2 separate regions of the Sus scrofa genome follow, and region 2 is linked to region 1. Evidence: chromatin contacts called from public Hi-C data. All regions are on one chromosome and are shown on one strand. The core of a region is the stretch at or near the end of the contact, and the rest is flanking DNA. Distances in the headings are between cores, read along the strand shown.

Region 1 (6,814 bases), core at 2,598-5,097:
GAGTCACGTGATGCAGCGCACACGCAATTTCCAAGGGCTGACATTTTCCCTGCACATATCACAAGACCGGTATTTTTAAAAAAGAAACGAAGAAACGCATCTTGCTTACCATGCTCATAGGGAGAGAATGTTCCCGCATCGATGTTGATGTAGGGGTCAATTTTAATGGAGGTCACGTGTAAACCGCAGGACTTGAGGATCGTGCCCACGCTGCTGGCGATGATCCCTTTCCCGATGCCAGATATCACACCGCCAGTAACCAGAATGTACTTCATTGCACCTGCTGACCTGGGAGAGGGAAATTCCAGATAAGACGTATCTCAGCAAATCCAACCGATCTGGATTCAAAGGCCGGCGCTGCCACTTACCGAGCCAGGAGGCTCGGGTTCCGTCATGCAACTTGGGAAGGTGGATCACTCAATGGCTTTGGTCAAATCTGAGCTGAGAAATAACGTTAATTAAATAATGAAGCTTTTGTTTAAAGCTTTGACAGCTAACAATTTTGAGGGTCAATCTAATTTAAAAAATAACAAACAAAGAAAAACACAGCTCTGTGGCCAGAACACCATGGCCTCATTGCCGCCAAACTCTGCAACACCAGGCGGGTGCGTCCTTTTCCCTACGCGGGAAAAAGATTTCGATCTTAGATAAGCACTCGGATTGCTCATAAAACAGGTAACATCTTTGGCTAAACTGTAACGTATCGCCAAGAAAATACAGCTCCTGTCGTTTATGGAAGACAGAATCAAAGGAAAGGACTTCAACATTTAAAAGGGGTTGCAGTGAAAACCAAGGATCTTTTCGTTAAAGGTAGCTCTCCTCGGTCCTTTAATAACTTGCTGCTTGCCAGCAACCTCGTCCAGGTGTGCCACGCAGACAGCCCGTGGCCTGGAGGAAAGGGACATGAAGAATAACCAGTCCCAAGCACGCCATGGTCGGAGGACTCAGAGGGGAGATTGGGTTAAGTCCTAAGAGCAGGCCAGTGGCGCAGGGAGCGCACGACAGAGACTGGGGGGGAGAGAAAGGGGTCGATGGCCGCGCAACAGCAGCAGAGGCGACGGCTCCCCGGGCAGCCTGTATCCCTGGCCCCGGCTTCGCGGGCCCCGTAAACCCGAATGCGACCAAGATGAGGAACACAAGCCCAAGCAGAAGAGAGTGCGAGAACGCTTGCTTTGGCAGGGCTGGGACCTCTTCCTCCCCTGAAGCCAAAGTAGAGTAAGAATAGGCTGCGACAGGAACGAGGAAAGCGGGCAGTGCTGTCTGCAGCGCCCCCCCCCCCCCAGGGCAGGAAGGACACTTGGCAAGGAGATGAGGTCAACGTCCTCCCCTTCCGACGGCAAGGAAGACCCCCGACCACGTCCTGCCTCTTCTGTCCTCCGCGGCGGCACTTCTAAGAGCTCGCCCCCCGGTTTCCGAGAAACGCACACAGGAGCCCCCAAAAGGGCCTTATGGGCAGATAAACAGAGAAAATGCTGGTTCGGTAGCCACCTGGTTTCTTTGCTGCAAGCGCTCTCAGGGCCTTTCATGAGCTGATGTGCGCAGTGACCTCCCAAAGGGATGCTTCATCTGCAGTTTCCCCAAACGGGTCTGACCCAAGTCCCTAACATGTGGGAGACACGCTGTCCTGTCACCTCACGGCCGAACGTTCCCTACTGACACGTGACTGTGAACTGGGCCACATCTTAGAGAGGTTCTAACCAGGCATATCCCTGAGTCGACACCCTGGTCTCACTGACTGGATTCTGGAAGTTTCTAGAAAGTCCTCCGCCATCTTGACTGGGTGATAGAGCAGGTTACTTCCCGAGAAGACGCGTCTCAACCATTTGCATTTGATTTGCCCTGATTTTACTCTGAGGATGACGGCCTCTCTTTGGGGGGCGCTTGCGGTCCCCCACAGCGCCTGGCAATAAATATTTCAACATGATGGGGGGAGGGGAGTGACGGGACTTGGTCCCCCCTATGTAGGTAAGTGGCATTGTGCCAGGCCCCTCGGGGGCTACAAAAATTACTCAGATTTGGGCCGACTTGTTTTTGGGTTTTTGGTGTGTCTTTTGTCTTTCCAGGGTCGTATGCGTGGCATATGGAGGTTCCCAGGCTAGGGGTCTGCTAGGAGCTACAGCTGCCGGCCTCCACCACAGCCACAGCCACACGGGATCCAAGCCACGTCTGTGACCTACACCACAGCTCATGGACACGCCAGAGCCCTAACCCACTGAGCGAGGCCAGGGATCAAACCCACATCCTCAAGGATACTAGTCGGGTTCCTTAACCACTGAGCCACCAAGGGAACTCCCTAGAGCCTATGGTTTAAGTTGCCATCCAGTTAGAGACAGAACATTTAGAAATACACAAGTGACCCAGTAACCCCAGGCCGCAGAGGGCTTAAATGGTGAGGAGAGAACTTTCAGCAGCAAGACCAGGGTCACCTACCACGGCCCATCAGAGGAAGTACAAGTCGGGAAGGGAGGAGAGGATCCAGGCTCCTCCTGCTGTGTTCACCTGAGACGGCAATGGCCTTGAAGAGAAAGGGGACAGAGGGACAGGAAGGCGACGGCTATCTACAGAACACGAGGGCAGCGCCCAGAAAAGAGACAGAGCGTGAGGAGGGGCGGGGGAAACGGGGGGATAAACTGGAAATTCAGGCAAGGACCAAATCACAAGGCAACCTGAAGCCTCATCTGAACTTTCACCTGAAGGTGATGAGCGATGGGAAGGTTTTCAAGTACAGAAGGGACACAAATCAAGATGCTGCAGAGGAACTCAGCAATGAAACACCAGCAAAGACGTTAAACGCTGAGATCGAATTCCAGCTCCACCACTTGTGGATGAAACCTGTCAAAACCACGGGAGGCGTCTGATGCCCCAGTCCTTACAGCTGTTAAATGGCAGTGAGACTCTCCGCATCGCCTGGGTCACAGGACTGCTGAGGATTCAAAATTACAATGAGTGCGGACGTAAGTGCGCCACGCACACGTAGTGAACTTCTTAAAATGCCGCATCCTCATCCTGGGCGGCCAGTGGGTAAGGGGGCCAGCGGGGTGGGGGGGCCGAAGCCGAGCCTTCCCAGCACAAGGAGGCCGTCGGGCTCCGAGGCCCCTTCCGCCCGCGGCAGCCCGGGCGCGCCGGAGGGGGCCGCAGCCAGGCCGCCGAGCCCATCCCCCACCGCAGCGGGCCCGTCTCGGACCTTGATCCCCTTCCAGCGAGGCTAGGGCCGTGCCCTGAGGCCGGAGGGGCGAGGGCCGGAGCAGTTGCAAGGAGCTGCAGCCGCCGGCGTGCTCGGGGAGGGCTGGGCAGTAGGGGCTCCTGCGCCTCTCCGGCCCTCTCCGTCTCACGAGCCACCCCCGGCCCTCTGATCAGGCAAGCCAGGCCGCGCTGACATGGGCGCTACCGGTCCCAGCGGCCCTTCCCGCCGCCCCACGCCCCCTGCGGCCGGTCTCCCTGGCGGAGCCCGGCCACGCGGCCCCGCGCGCGGGAGCCGGCTCCTAGCCGGCCTGGCCGCCCGCCCCACTCCCGCTAGGCACGCAGCCCATTGGGCAGGCCGGCGGGCCACCTCACCCCTGATTGGTGGGAGCGACGTCTGTCACCGGCGCTGGGGCCGTCCTGCTCCCAGCTCGGCTCCCGCCGCGGGTACCGGCACGGGAGAACAGCTCCCCGGGCTCCCCGGAGTCAGCCTACCTGCGGCCGGCCTTAACCCGGGCCGTCGGCTAAGGCGCTGAGCGGGCCGCGCTGGCGCTGAGCCCCCGGCAGCCAATGCACCAACCCGGCCGCATGCGCCGGGCAGTCTTTCACGGAGGCGGGCTCTAGGCGGTGCGCACGCAGAGATGGGAGGCGGGGCAGGGCGCGGGCCCTCCCTGGGGCGGGGCCTGGGCGAGCCGGGCTCACGGTCCCTGGTGCGCAGGCGCGGGGCGAGTGCGCTTTCCCGTGCGCGGGGCCTGCGGCTGGAGATTGTCCAGTGGTCTCTGCAGACGCCCAGCAGAGGCAGGAGGTTCGAGACTAGGCCGGTTATGGTGCGTCTGCCTTTCTCACGACCAGTGGTGCGGCCTTCCTCTTTTGAGGGGGAGGCTGTTTTGACCCCCCCCCCCCCCGGCACATCCATCACCTGGCTCCAGCCCCCACTCCCCAGCAGCCTTCTGGAGGCGGCGAGATCCATCACGCCTTAGCCCGGAACCGTCCGACCTTGAGCAAGGCGGCGAGACCCAGCCCATCTCTACGCGGCCCGCTCTGAACCGAGGGGCGCTGGCCATGTCACCCCGCCCCCGCCCCCGCCTCTGTAACTGGAAAGGCCCAGAGGAGGGCTGGGCGCAGACTCCTTCCGCAGCTGAAGGGAGGAAGAGCAAGTGAGGCAGAAACAAAAGCCGGTCTGAAGGCCCTGAGGCCCAGAAGAGCCTCCCAGTTGAGCTGGGGAAGAGCTTAAGAGAAGATCAGGCTGGAGAGGGCAGCGGCCCTACCACGCCCAGCATTTTAAACTGAGGATTTTCTTTCCCCTGAGGGCAGTGGAGAGCCTTAGAAACTTAGAGGGGAGGTTTGGTTTTGCATACTGAATACAGGCCCATGCTTATTTTTTTTTTCTCCAAACACTTTACAACAGTATCTTGAAAAGTAAGTCTCCCATCTGTGTATCCCAGTGTTCTGCTTTCTGTCTTTCTTTTTAAATTTTACTTACTTTTTGGAGTTCCCGTCGTGGCTCAGCGGAAGCGAATCCAGCTAGTATCCATGAGGATCTGGGTTTGATCCCTGGCCTCACTCAGTTAAGGATCCAGCGTTGCCATGGCTGTGGTGTAGGCCAGCAGCTGTAGCTCTGATTGGACCCCCAGCCTGGGAACTTGCACATGCCGTGGGTGCGGCCCTAAAAACCAAAAAATAAATAAAATAAATTTTACTTAAATATTGATATTCCCTTATGTTATATTTGAGTATTGTTGATTTACAGTGTTGTGTTAGTCTCAGGGGTACAGCAAAGTGATTCTGTTATTTTCAGTAATAACCTACATGGGAAAAGAATTTGAAAGAGAATAAATACCCGTTTTCTTCCTTGGAAGCAGTTTGTCTCAAGTTCTTGTACACCTTTGTTGAAGGATTTGAAGAAAAGACGTGTGTGATGTGATTTGTATTCAGGAAAATGACTCAAGCAAATGCATTCCAGCAAACCAGTTAGGAGGCTTCTGCAACGGCCCCGAAGAGTCTTCTGGCTTCTTCCATGTCTGAGTCACCACTGCTCCTGCTCTGCCAAGCTGCACTCGGCTCCAACTCCAAAACATGCTTGGGATGTTTCACAGCCACACGGCTTTCAAGAAGCATTTGGTGTTTATCCAAGTGCCTGGGACGTGATAGACCCTGAGAACATACTTGCCAAAGTAACAGCAGTGCTGTAGACGGTACAAAAAGAGACACATATCCGGCCACTCTCCTGAATGCCCACTATACCCTCTGCTCTCCTCCGCAAGCTTCTGCTTTCTCTCAGTTGACCGTCCTGCTTGCTGTTTCACTGAGCAAAGAGAAGCCATCAAGAGACCTTCCTTGAGAAGGTCACTGGTGGCATGGCCTAGTGGTTAAGGACACAGCATTGCCGTGTCATTGCCGTGGCTCTGGTTACTGCTATGGTGCAGGTTTGCTCCCTGGCCCAGGAACTTCCATGTGCAGCAAAAAAAAAAAAGAGAAAGCACTTCCTTGAGCTCCTACCACCCTATCCATCAGTCTGCTTCCATCTGTGCCCAAGACAAGCTCTGCCTTGTCTCCTGTGCCGTGGACAAGCTGCCTTTGCACCTAGAGGTCGGCCTCGCCTTGTTGCTTCAGGTGCCATATCCTGCATCATCAGTTTCCCCTCTCTCCTAGGTCATTTCCACTGGCAGGAGGCACTTTCTCCCACCCTAAAACAAAAACCCTCCAGGAGTTCCTGTTGCGGCTCAGCAGGTTAAGGACCAACCTGTGAGGGGAGGGGTTTGATCCCTGGCCTGGCTCAGTGGGTTAAAGATCTGGCGTTGCCACAAGCTACAGTGCAGGTCACAGAGGCGGCTCAGATCCAGTATTGTCGTGGCGGTGACATAGACTGCAGCAGCAGCTCTCATTTGACCCCTGGCCAGAAACTTCCATATGGCACAGGTGCAGCCATCAAAAGAAAAAAAATAAAAAGAAAAGAAAATTTAGGAGCTCCTGTTGTGGCTCAGCAGTCATGAACCCGACTCAGTATCCACGAGGACATGGGTTCAGTCCCTGGAACCGCACAGTGGGTTAAGGATCTGCCGTTGCTGCGAGCCAGGGTGTAGGCCCACAGCTGCAGCTCCGATTGGACCCTTAGCCTGGGAACTTCCAGATGCTGCAGGAGCGGCCCTAAAAAAAAAAAGGCAGAAACAAAACAAAAAAAACCTCTCCCTTGTCTCTCGTGATGCTCTGGCTTCCCCTCCATTTCTCCATTGCAGCGCAGCTCCTCGAAAGTGCGGTTTGAATTCACTGTCTCCAGTGGCTTCCAGTGGCTCATGCTGTCAGGCTCTTTCTCTCGTACTTCCACTGAAACGACTTTTGTCAAAAATTAACATCTACCTTCCCGACCCCTTCTTTATATACCAGCCTAGCCTCACAAGTCCCAGGTCGAGACACCAGGGTGGCTCTGTAGGCACGATGTGAACGTGTGTGTGTGGTCTGTCCTGCCGCCGGATCCTGCCCCTGTGTGTGTGTGTGTGTGTGTGTGTGTGTGTGTGTTTGGGCTGCCCTGTGGTCTTCTGGGTACCACCGTCCTGCCACCGGATCCTGCCCCTGAGCTCACCCCTTCCCTACCAATGATTGCCACAGCAGGTCACCTCTTCCTCAGAAACGTGTT
Region 2 (6,545 bases), core at 2,485-4,984, 92 kb after region 1:
GAGCTACAGCTGCCGGCCTACACCACAGCCACAGCATCGCAGGATCCGAGCCTCGTCTACCACTTGCACCACAGCTCCCGGCCATGCCAGATCCTTAACCCACTGAGAAGGCCAGGGATCGAACTGGCATCCTCATGGATACGAGTCAGATTCGCTTCTGCTGCACCACAATGGGAACTCCGAGACATTCTTTGAAATAATGCTGAGTGGGGGTGCTGAGAGGAAAAGCAGAGCAAGGTGGGGAAAGAGAGGGGGACAGAAGGTGGCTGGGGACGGTCTCACCAAGGGGCTGACTCTTAGGAGATCAGAATCAAGTGAAAGAGTGAATCACGTGGCTGTCTCAAGGAAGAGCATTCCAGGCAGAGGGAAGAGCAGGAATCCTGAGCAATGAACGTGCTGGGCAGTCCAAGGCAGAGCGAGGCAGCAGTTCACGGAAAGGCTGGAACAACGAGGGTCACCCACGGCAATGCTTTTACGGCCTCAGATGACGTCATGCCTCTGCCAACGCCCTGCAGGACCTCGCACGGCCTTGCGAGGCCCCGCATGATCTTTCCTCCTGACCCTCCTCCGGCACAAGCTGCCTCTGCCCCAGCCACACTCCCTCCTGTCTGCGGTTCACACCTGCCTCAGGCTTTACCCTAACTCTGGAGCCCAGGAGCACCTGCAGGGCTGATTAAAACGTGGATGAGGGAGTTCCTGTTGTGGCTCTGCAGGTTAAGAGCCTGACTAGTATCCATGAGGATGCGGGCTCCATCCCTGACCTTGATCAGTAAGTAGGTTAAGGACCTGACGTTGCCGCAAGCCGTGGTACAGGTCTTGGACACAGCTCAGATCTGGGGTTGCTGTGGCTGTGGAGTAGGCCAGCAGCTGTAACTCGGATTCGACCCCTAGCCTGGAAACGTCCATAAGCCTCAGGTGCAGCCCTGAAAAGCCAAAAAAAAAAAAAAAAAACTGAGCCCCAGCCCAGTTTCTGATTGGGTCTGGGGTGGGGCCTGGTACCACAGTTTCAGCAGTACTGCACTCCAGTTGTCCCGCCGCTAGGACCAGTTTGCCCCAGACGCCGCTTGGCCACTGCCCTCCCCTCCTTTAAGTCTTTTCTCAAACCTTATGGTCTCAGTGAGGCCCCCGACCCCTCTGTGCAATACTGCAAGCTGCCCCTGCACCCCAATCGCCTCCCTACCCTATTTTCCCTTTTTTTCCATAGTCCCTACCACTTTCTAACAAGCGGATCATGCTTTTATGTAGTTTAGTCTCAACCGTATGTCCCCAGGGACCTAAGAAGAGGGGTTCCACCCAGACCCCATGAATCCCTGAGAACCCCGTGGATCCTCCAGGGATTTGCTAACTCGTCAAATTTCTACGCAATAGCGTGTGATCCTGAGGTTTGCAGTGTAACCTAAAACTATAAACCAGGCTGTCTTTTAACCAGCAAAACAGGTTTATTCAGGAGCAGCAAAGAACTGCCATTTGGGACATCTGACTGTGGCCAACCCCATGCAAGGGCAGGTGAAGCAAAGGAGAGGAAACCCTTTAGAGAGGAGAAGGGGAGTGGGGAGGGCTCCTTAGAAACAAAAAGTCCATTGGCAGAAACTGGGACCTCGAATGACAGTGACTTTTCATTGGCTGACCTGTGACCACCTCATTGGCTGAGCTATTGCCAAGCCAGGAGAAAAATCTTTCTTCTGCTGCTCTAAAGTCCTATCACTTCCTGCTGGAGATGCAAGTCGGTGGTGTGTCTTCCTGCTGGGATCCGTATTCATGCCCTAAGTGGTACCTTCACGAGCAACTCCTCCTTCTGGCCTCCTGATTCCATTTTAGCGACATCCCTTTATTAATTTTTCAGTCAGTAACTTTCATTAGCTTCTCAAGACTCAGTGGATCCCCAAAGCTTAAAAACCACTAGCAGATCAATACCTGGCATAGAATAGGCGCCCAAACAAATATTTATGGACTAAATTAAAGACCTTTTAAAACATTTCTCACACACACACACACTTAAAAAAAAAAAAAAAAGGAAAATCTTCTAGTGGCACAACGGCTCCCAAATCTTCAGACCATACAAATTTATGATTCCAAATACCCTCCCAGAATCTGAGTCAGGAGGCTGGATGGAGCCAGAGATTCAGGATTTTTCAAAGCCTCCTCTTCCTCTGTACCACCACCCTCCCCTTGCTGAGTCTGAGGTGCAGCCATGTTTAGGAATTTCCATTTGACACTTTTATTAAAGACAGACTCCGGGGGAGTCAATTCCCATGTGTGTAGCTTTTACACTTTGCCAAAAATGTGACTGCATCCATGGTCACTTGTGACCTTCTCACAAGCTCTCAGGTGACTACAATCTCCCTTTTACTGAGTAGAAAGCTGAGGCCCTGGGGAAAAAAGTGACACCCTGCCCCCCAACACCCAACGGTCATACTGCTGCGGGTGGTAGAGACACGATTAGAACTTGAGCCTCTGGCTTCTCATGCTACGGTTCTCCTGTCTGCACCAGCTGGATAAACCCAAGTTCCAGGAAATCCCAAGGACGCTACCAGCAGCGGGGAGCCAGAGAAGGGAGGGGCGGAGTGGCAAACAGGAGAAGGGCAAGGTTCCAGAAGGTTGTCTCTTGGCCACCAGGAGAGACTCCAGCTGCTCTAAGGACACGGCTAACTCTGGCTGCGTATGACCCTAGGACAGTCAGTTTCCGTGCCTCGGTCTTCTGATCTGCACAATGGGATTGATAATCCATGCACTGCCCCCAGTAAGGTGTGCGTAGAATGTATAGCATTCTAAACATCCACCTTCTAACTATTGCTATCACGGGAAGGGCAACATCCCCCACTCAGAAGGTCCCTAGGGACAGAACTAAATCCAGCTTTTCATTCATTTGAGGAACATTTTTGAGCACCTACTGCACGCCAGGCACTGTGCTGGGCACCGTGCACACACCACCTCCTTTAACTCTCACAGCAACCCAGTGAGTTTGGTACTGTCGTTGCCCCATTTTACGGATGAAGAAACGAGTGCAGGGGAATGAGGTGCAATTCATTTGATCGTCTGTTGATTCACCCAACTTTTACTGAAAACCTGCCCTGAGCTATAGGCTCTGGGCCAAGGGCTGAGGACACAAGGATGAACAAGTCCTTCAGCAGGCATGCCCATAAATTACTTTAATAACGACTCAGTACGTGCTTTCACAGACAAGGGCGCAGGAGCCGAGGGAGGGTAACTGGGACTCCTGGGATTATGGAGTCGGGCAGCCGACTGTCCGGGGAACTCTGCGCCGCAAAGGTGTCCTTGCCCTGTGTAGAGGCGGCAATCAAAAGGCCTGGGTTCGAGTCTCCCTTCTGTCCAGGCTTTACTTTGTATTCCCAGGAAACGCCTTCTGCCTCTCCAGCTTTCTTCATCTGGAAAATTGAGAGGGTTGAGAGGTTGGGCTTGTGATCCTGCAGTTCAGGGGGCCTAGTAACTCCTCTACCCCTCGCACTCCATCTTCTGGTCTGTTCAAGTTTGGCCCCATCTAGCCCTGAGACTGAGCCTAGGGCAGCCAGACCAAGCCTTTTGCAAAGTGCCAAACACCAGGCTTCGGGACAGACCTCAAAGCCCCAGGGGGCGGGCCTAAGGTCCAAAGGGCGGAGCTGGGACAGGAACCCGGCCGAGACCTCCAGGAGGCGCGGCGCGGCGGGCCCGCCCATCGTCTCACCCAGCCAATGAGCGCTCGGGGGCGGGGCACCCCGCCTCTGGGTATAAGGCTGCGCGGAGGTCGCGGGCGCGTCGCTGAGCTCTCGCTGCCGGACCTGGTGGCTGAGCAGGGTCGTTCTCGCCTTGAGCTGGGGCGCACGGGAGCTCTGAGTTCGTGCGTCCTGGGCTGCGCAGAAGCACAGGTCGGGTTCGGATTTCCTTTGCCCAGCTAGGGTGCAGAGAGGGCACGGCGCCCGGATCCCTCGGCGCAGAGGAACCGCTGGTCCGGGCCGGGGGACGCCCGCGCTGACCCCTGGTCCGCAGCCGCCAGCAGCCGGCCGGCCGTCATGGCAGACCACCTGCTGCTCGCCGAGGGCTACCGCCTGGTGCCCAGGCCACCGCCTCCCGCGCCGGCCCAAGGCCCTCACGTGCTCCGGACGCTGCAGCCGTACTCGGGCCCCGGCCTGGACAGCGGGTTGCGGCCGCGGGGGACTCCGCTGGGCCCGCCGCCGCCGCCCCCACCCGGGGCTCTGACGTACGGGGCCTTGGGCCGCCGCCGCCAACCTTCCAGTCCTTTCCGGCTGTGCCGCCGCCGCCGGCCGCCAGCGGCGCGCACCTGCAGCCCGTGGCGACGCTGTACCCAAGTCGCGCGACCGCGCCCCCCGGCGCCCCGGGAGGCCCCCGGGCCCACAGCCGGCGCCCGGAGCCCCAGCTCCGCCACCGCCGCCACCCGCGCACGCTCTGGGCTGCATGGACGCCGAACTCATCGACGAGGAGGCGCTGACGTCGCTGGAGCTGGAGCTCGGGCTGCACCGCGTGCGCGAGCTGCCCGAGCTCTTCCTGGGCCAGAGCGAGTTCGACTGCTTCTCGGACTTGGGTTCGGCGCCGCCCGCTGGCTCGGTGAGCTGCTAAGCGACGCCTGCCCGGCGTGGCCGAGAGAAGGGGGCCGGCCCCGCCGGACTCGGCACCCAGCGCCGGGGCCCCGGCACGCACCTTCCGTGAGGGTGAGGCAGCGGTTCGCGCACCGAGCCGACGCCGGGCCGGGACGCCGGGCCTCACTGCAGGCCCTGCTTGCTGCAGGATGACAGTTTGGGTTCATCTCTCTGACCCGGAGCCACAGGGCTAAAGCGAAGGGGTCTGGACGCCCCTTGCAGCCTCCCAGCTCTTGGATTCTGTATGCTCTCCTCTCGGATCCTCCAACCCAGCTCCCCAATCTGAGCCATTCCAGGCCTCTGCCTGATTCCCCCTCTCCTCGCGCAGCCCACGGTGTTCACTGGGTCCCGGGAGCCGCCCACCCGCCTGGCCCCGCCCTGGCGGCCTGGGTCCTGAGGTCGTTCGTTGGGCCTCCCGCTCTGGGGAGGGGCAGGTTGTGCAGCCCTCACCCCTGCAAGTGGCCTCCAACACCAAATAAAACTGGGTCACTTTCCAGTCTGGCGTGTTCATTTCCTTATCACTCCAGCCCTAGGCTATATTTGGCTCCTAGAGTCCTGAGGCTGTTGGAGACCCTGGGTGGGGTGGAGGCCACATCCCCCGGCAGTGGCCAGGAGAGGAAACTGACGGTTGCTTTTGAAAATGCCTGTGCGTGGTGCAATCGTCCTGTCATAATCTGGAAGGCAGAGGCTGCCGCCACCCCGTAACCCAAGGGTGAAGGCGGGGGCTCCTGGGAGGGGTGGAGGGAGCTTGGGGGTGCGGCCCTCCCTGTTGGCTCTGCAGGCAGGCCGGCCGGGAGCTGGGTATACCCGAAGGCTTGGACAGCCCTGGCTTTGAACCCGGGCTCTCCCCCTTGTTCTGGGCGCCATCCATTCAGGTTTCTGAGGCCATTTCCTCGGAGGGACAGTGGATCCGCGTCTTAGGTGGCCGTGAGGGTCGCATGCCATGGGCGGCGTTTAGCGCAGTGCCAGGCACGCGGGGCCTCCGTAAATAATAGTGGTGGTGATTTCACAGTAATAGTCATCCCTCGAGGAGTCACAGTCCAGGTGGGAGGAGGGGACGACAGGCCTGGAAACCCACTCGTCTTGGGACAAGGAAGAGAGGGATGCGGACTAGAAAACAGGCAGGATGCCTAGCGGGCAAACCCAGAAGAGGAAGCATCTTCAGCTGGCTGGGGGTCCGGCCAGTTCAGGCTTGGGGAGGTGGGGACATTTGATCGGGTGAGCAGGGCCTTCAAGGATGAGTCTCGGTAGGACTTGGAAAAGAAGGTGTGCAAGCAGAGAGCCGGCTCAAGGCAGGGAGGCTGCCAGGCCGGGGCCTGGGCGGTAAAGCATGGGGCCTCTCACAGGGACAACAAAGGTCTCTTGGTTTTCCGGGGACTGAGAAGTAGGCACGGTCCTCGTTCTGCAGGTGAGGCATCTGGACTCTGGTCCAGACCTGGCAGAGTCTGGCCTCAGTCCGGAGCAGCAGCGTATGCTCCTGCCCACCCTCTGCTGTTGCCTCTCTCTGGAAAGATCCCTAAGTGCTTCTGAGGTGCGGGAGAAAGGCAGGAAGAGAGGGCTGGAAGGCAGGGAGGAGAGGCGGAGGACCGGGCTAGGACAGGCAGGGGGGCTGGAGAGGAGAGTGAATTCCAGAGACTTGGTGGAGAGGAGCACAGAGCTGTGACCTGTGCCCTGCGGCTGGCGAAGCTTGGCTTCACCTCCGTGCCAAGCTTGTTGACCTGACTTTCCCTCCAGCCTGTGAGCTCACCCGGGCTCACTGTCAGCTCCAGCTGTGCAGCCACCATGCCAGCAGAGGGCCACAGCCGTGTCTGGAGAATGAATGAAGATCTCCCCGAAGATAAGGAGCATATTCTGGGATGGGATGAGGAAAAAGGGCAGAGACGCTTCTGGGAAGGACTGGCCTGAGTGCTGGGCTCAGAGCAGCCAGGGTTTGCTTCACTTTGCCCAAGATCC

The links. Hi-C and Micro-C count contacts between places; a contact is called where the count stands out from the background.
Region 2: a Hi-C map of liver shows a contact between it and region 1, with 5 times the contacts expected there. The contact joins the promoter of CITED4 here to the promoter of CTPS1 in region 1. A contact is called at or near these places in 4 of 47 Hi-C or Micro-C datasets (epiblast stem cells, liver, skeletal muscle and 1 more).

Annotation. Positions count from the first base shown.
Region 1 is chr6:170,229,258-170,236,071 of Sscrofa11.1, forward strand. It overlaps CTPS1 (CTP synthase 1), which reads right to left and starts at 3,848. Exons shown (of 19, transcript XM_005656199.3): 1 at 3,676-3,848; 2 at 110-288. The coding sequence starts at 275.
Region 2 is chr6:170,321,053-170,327,597 of Sscrofa11.1, forward strand. CITED4 (cbp/p300-interacting transactivator 4) reads left to right here and starts at 3,735. Exons shown (of 3, transcript XM_003128106.4): 1 at 3,735-4,211; 2 at 4,214-4,334; 3 at 4,337-5,088. The coding sequence starts at 4,008. The coding sequence ends at 4,572.